2 separate regions of the Oryctolagus cuniculus genome follow, and region 1 is linked to region 2. The links are chromatin contacts, called in public Micro-C maps. All regions are on one chromosome and are shown on one strand. Each heading gives the region's core, a stretch centred on a gene start, on an enhancer-like site or on the middle of the called end of the contact. The rest is flanking DNA. Distances are from core to core; before and after follow the strand shown. Region 1 overlaps BOC (BOC cell adhesion associated, oncogene regulated). Region 2 has its middle 88 kb from the start of NEPRO.

Region 1 (2,834 bases), core at 183-2,682, 180 kb before region 2:
GCCATCAAGTCCAGTTCCACATTTAAAGGTTTTTAGTTTTCAGCCTATAAAAGAAAGCTCTGGTTGATCCTTTAGCTGGCCAGCAGTGAGTGTTGATTTTAAACCAGTGAGTCAACCGCCCCGGCGATGCCGGCCTATCTCTGGAAACAAGGGGCGTGAGCTGCCTGGGCACCACCTGTTCACGTGCAGCCCGGCCCTTAGGCAAACAGCAGCTCGGAGGAAAGATGTGGATTGAATACACACACCTATATATAAAGGATTGGTTTCATTCCTTCAATCTGATCAGAGCTCCCCCACAAGAGAACCAGGAATCTGCTGTTCCTTGCCCATTCTACAGAACGCGTTAATCAAAACACAACAGACAACGTCTGAAAAGACAAAACAAAAAAATGCAAAACGTTTTCGCTGACTTCTCCAGATGTCATCACTGAATGGATGGGTATTCTCTTCAATCCTCAAAGACTGAATTCCATCGTCTCAAGAAAATGCTGACTCATAGATGACTAAGCTGAAGGTTACAGGGAAGACTAAATATTTATTTAGAAGTTACAGTGTTTGTTTTTACAGAGATATGTTGTCACAGATTACTGATGCTGGAAGGTCTGTTAATGCTTATGGTGCTGTACACATCGCAGTCTGGTCTCCTGGCGTCTCAGGAAAGCGTTTCCTGTAGCACAGATGCAGCCATCTTCGGGGGTCTGTCTCCAGACTGTGGTTCTTGCTCTTCCCTCGTGGCGGTCAAGTGCAGTGTGCCTAGGAGTCTTCCTTTCGTCCGCTGGGCTGTGGGCCTCCTGCCGCCTCCCAGGCAGCCGGCAAAAGTCCTCAGCAAGGAGTCCGTGCTCTGGCCATCGCCATTACTCTGTCCTGGGTGACTCCTGTCCTGCTGAGGTTCGTTTCCCTCTCGTGCTTCAATGGGAAGGATGCCTTATGTCTCTCCAGAATTATAAAAACACATATACAGTTATTTACAAGTGCATAAATATATAAATATGACTATAATAGAAAAATAAATACCAATTTTTCTCTGTCTCTTTAAAAAAAAAAAAAACATAGTCTTTCTGGGATATCAGCTTCTGCCTAAACTGTAGGAGGCGGCGTTTCAAAAGACACATGCACCGTTGGGCTGGCGGAGCGCCGCATCCCAGGTTCCTGTCCTAGGTAGGACCCCGTGGGGTGCTGGGGACACCAGTCTCCTCCACCCACTTGGCAGATGTCAGGACTGTCCACCTCTTCCACGGGTACCAGGCCCAAACAGCACGGGGTCCCTGTGGGGGAGAGAAGGTGGGAGCGTTATTAAAACCCAGACTGACCAGGAAACCAACTCATGGTGGCAATGGGCCAGTCTGTCTGGTGGCAGCTGGTTATACTGGCCCAAAGGGAGGGAGAGAACCTACAACCAAGTGCAGGCATTCATGGAGAGGGCCACTGGCTACACTCGTCCCACCCACCTGGGACCGTGGAGGCTCCCAAGCACTCAGCCTGCCCCCGAGGGTTCAGGCTGCTAGTCATAACCATCACACCCACAATTCACTCCCTGCAGACTGACGTGCGGCTGGGGCTGGCTCTAGGAGTCTTTCAGAATCTAACTTCCCAGAGATCGGGCCTAGGATCTGCACGGGAATGGACGTGCACACCACACAGACTGAGAAACATCAGCAATCCTCTGAACCAGCCTCGGTCCTAACTGGGCACCCACGGATTTCCAAGGGGACCAGAGGACCAGAGGTTGGTGCTGGGGGGAGGGACAGGAAAGGCCCTGAGCCCCTCGGAGAAGTTCTGTGCGTGCACAGAGCTCTGATGATGCTGTTTGTGAGAACTTGGCTCCTTAACGACTGATGCAATCTTATTCCTTAATTAAGAGACAAGACCCAACAGAGCAAGTGATTAGAGAATGCTTCTTGGTGACGGGAGGCGAAAGGAATTTGTGAATGGCCTTGAAATGCAGACACAAAACAGGCTCCTATCCCTGGCACGGGGAAGTGGCCCTTTCCTTGGCCTCTGAGGGCCACGGATTACAGCGCTGCAGGATCCACCTGGTGTGCCCACAGACCTTCCGCAGCCAGGGGAGTGGCGAGCCTCCCCCACCCCCGCTCCCCTCCACACTGGAGCAGTGGATTGCCCCTCAGCACGCCCCACTTTAGAGACTGCTCGCTCCTCGCCTCTACTGCTGGGCCATGAATGCCGACCTCAGGTCATCCCCAACCTGTTCACTTTTGCTGCCCGGTCCCTGGCCCTGACCTGAGTGAAATGCAGGGTCCCACGGCGCCTCCAGCCCAGGACCGTCGGGTGCACTCCTCACGTGTGACCGGCCCGTGGCAAGAGGCTGTTCCTGGAGGTGGGGCTGCAGCAGCTGGTGAGCTGAGTCATCAGGCAGTGTGTATAAGAATGCGCCCTCGTCTGGGTGAGGCGTGGGGCCCCTGCGTTGCAAAAGACCAGACGGCGCGGTGAGGCGGGGACAAAGTGGGCCAGCGCCCTGCGGCATCCCCACGCCTGCCCTGGCCGCGGGGCGTCACACCATCAGTTCCACCGACCCTGCTGGCGCACTGCCATTTCATTCTGCAGGGGGAGCTGTGGAGGCGGGTGTCCAGGGGCCCCAAGTTGGTTGTATGTGGGCATCTCCGGCCCACCCAGCGAGGGAAGGATTCGGAGGCCAGGTCTCAGGTGGCAAGGGGATCCTAACCACAAGCACAACACTTAGTGCTGAGGGGCACAGCCTGGCGGGAGGATGGCGGTCAGCCTCGGGGGCCACCAAGACAAGCAACAGCACTCGGTGCTTGGCGAGGGGCTACAGAGAGGTGGGACTCCGAGGCTAGCAGGTGAGAGGCAGGGAGGGG
Region 2 (2,700 bases), core at 99-2,598:
GATTCCGTATGAATGTATTTCCTGAGGGTATAGTGAGGGCTTGCTGATCTGGAAGTAAAGAGCCATTCTATGCTGTAACTTGAGTCTCATCTCGCCTGGATCTCTGAGACTTTGGGGGCTGCCTCCTCTACCTGTAAGTGTTGAGGTCAACTGACCTTGGAGTTCAAGGCTCTATACAATCTAATGCTTAGCTTCTAGTTTCACTTCCATCCAACCTCCCATGTGAATCCTCTACAGGTAAACCCATCTACTTGCTACTGCCAGCATGCTATACCTTTTCTTGCCTGTGGACATGTACTGTGTGATTCCTGCCTTCCCTCTCCTTCTGCCTATCTTCTTTGAAGTCTTCTGAGCCAGAAGCAAATGTATACACACAGCATCTATCTTCAGTTCCTATTGCATCAAGCTCATAGGATCTTGCACTGTGGGAGAACCAAATGTATGGTTTTTTTTTTAATTTTTTTTTTAATTTTTTTTTTGACAGGCAGAGTGGACAGTGAGAGAGAGACAGAGAGAAAGGTCTTCCTTTGCCGTTGGTTCACCCTCCAATGGCCGCCGCGGCCGGCGCGCTGCGGCCGGCGCACCGCGCTGATCCGATGGCAGGAACCAGGAGCCAGGTGCTTTTCCTGGTCTCCCATGGGGTGCAGGGCCCAAGCACCTGGGCCATCCTCCACTGCACTCCCTGGCCACAGCAGAGAGCTGGCCTGGAAGAGGGGCAACCGGGACAGAATCCGGTGCCCCGACCGGGACTAGAACCCGGTGTGCCGGCGCCGCTAGGCGGAGGATTAGCCTAGTGAGCTGCGGCGCCGGCCCCAAATGTATGTTTTTATGCACAAGTAGATGGTACCCCACTGGATGGCACTCTCCTGAAAGCAGTGTTGTACAAGCTCATCTTTTAGAATCTTGGCATAGAACCCTTTTTCTACAATCGGCACTCAGTAGAAGTTTGTCAAACGAGTGAATGAAGAAGTAAATGGATGAGAAATGGTATATTTAAATTCCTGCCGTAATTCCTCTTTTCGCCCACAGTTCCCTATATGTTTTGATACTTGAACACCCTCTTATACACACATCCTGTATAAATACACAGAGCGAGGGCTCCCCTGTGAGTCTCCCGCAGACCTGTGAGTCTGCGAGTAGGGCCTGCACATCTGCGTGCCCAGGCAGAAGGAAAAACAAGCAGGCACTCCCAACTGGGGAAGCCATGTGCAGCTCCTCCCATTATTACTGGCTCAATCTCCTTCTTTAAAACAAACAGAGAGGAGAAGCAGCAACTCAAGTGGCCAGCTATTAGCAAGTTCAGTTATCAAAACACAGACCTGGTCTTTAAACATATAAAACAGCAACCCCTCCAAGTCCAGTCTTGACCTTTAGCATCTCTGTGGCCACAGCCTCCTCCAGCATTTCCCTTTAGGACCCATAAGGGCTGTGAGTTCTCATCACACTGAGGCTATTTTCAGATTTTTCTTGGCAGAGAGAACTATCATTCATCTCAGAAAGACTCTTCTCTCCTTCCCACTCCTTCCCCTCCCACAGGGCAAGGACTTCCCCCAAAGCCACGCCTGCTATCCTTTTCTACCTGGTCTACCACTAGTTGCAGAAGTTCCTGAGGGCTACCAAGCTGAAGTCCAGATCCCAGAGACAGCAGGGCTCCTGGAGAGCCAACAAAAATGACCAGAAGAAGAAACTGGAACACCCCGTGGGCCACATTAGGGAGATGAGGCTCATTTCCTCTTTCTGATGTCCAGTGAGCAGTCTCATAGTCTGGACTGCTCAAGTGTGGGACTCTCCAGGCCCAGACGGAGAGGGGTGGGTGTAGTTCAATAGCCTTTAATCTGTGAAGCCTGTGACTCATCATTGTGGTCATCATCAGGGACACCAATCTGCATTGTGCTCCAGATGAAAAGGGGGTGGAAAACAGAAAGGAATGTACAGTAACCACAGGCCACAGCCCAGCAGCTTTGTCTGGCTCTTTAAAATAGATCCAACAGCTTATGGCTTGTTTTTGACTTCTTTCTCTTAAAAAGTAGAGTGCATTAAAATATGAGTTGCATAACTATTGTGATTATTTGATTATATATTACCTATGAGGATACTTCAAAAAATTCATTACTGCTTGGGCTCCTGCCACCCATGTGGGAGACCTGAGTTTCTGGCTCCCTGCTTGGCCAAGCCCTATCTGTTGTGAGCATTTGAGGAGTGAACCAGTAGATGGAAGATCTCTCTGTCATCTCTGTCTCTGTATTTCTCTTTCTGGTGTTGTGCCTTTCAAGTATATGAAAATATATTAGCATTAAACATTGAATTAAAAGATACATTTATTTATTTTTTTAAAGATTTATTTATTTATTTGAAAGTCAGAGTTACACAGAGAGAGGAGAGGCAGAGAGAGAGAGAGAGAGAAAGAGAGAGAGGTCTTCCATCTGATGGTTCACTCCCCAGATGGCCAAAACAGCTGGAGCTGTGCCAATCTGAAGCCGGGAGCCAGGAGCTTCTTCCACATCTCCCACATGGGTGCAGGGGCCCAAGGACTTGGGCCATCTTCTACTGTTTTCCCAGGTCATAGCAGAGAGCTGGTTTGGAAGTGGAACAGCCGGGTCTCAAACCAGTGCCCATATGAGATGCCGGTGTTTCAGGTCAGGGCATTAACCCACTGTGCCAAATGCGCTGGCCCCAATAAGTTTATTTTGTTACAAAGAA

What was found. Hi-C and Micro-C count contacts between places; a contact is called where the count stands out from the background.
Region 1: a Micro-C map of ear pinna shows a contact between it and region 2, with 6 times the contacts expected there. The contact joins two enhancer-like sites. A contact is called at or near these places in 3 of 6 Hi-C or Micro-C datasets (ear pinna, psoas muscle and an unstated tissue).

Annotation. Positions count from the first base shown.
Region 1 is chr4:69,315,414-69,318,247 of mOryCun1.1, reverse strand. It overlaps BOC (BOC cell adhesion associated, oncogene regulated), which reads right to left. Exons shown (of 19, transcript XM_008266939.4): 18 at 2,239-2,417; 19 at 516-1,265. The coding sequence ends at 1,078. Among named protein-coding and RNA genes, the nearest start is that of BOC, 77 kb to the right of the region's middle. Within about 2 kb of position 1,432, at least 2 of the 8 cell types and tissues checked have an H3K27ac peak or open chromatin away from gene starts, as enhancers often do. A contact at or near this core is called in ear pinna, where this site is marked.
Region 2 is chr4:69,131,484-69,134,183 of mOryCun1.1, reverse strand. No RefSeq gene overlaps it. Among named protein-coding and RNA genes, the nearest start is that of NEPRO, 88 kb to the right of the region's middle. Within about 2 kb of position 1,348, at least 1 of the 8 cell types and tissues checked has an H3K27ac peak or open chromatin away from gene starts, as enhancers often do. A contact at or near this core is called in ear pinna, where this site is marked.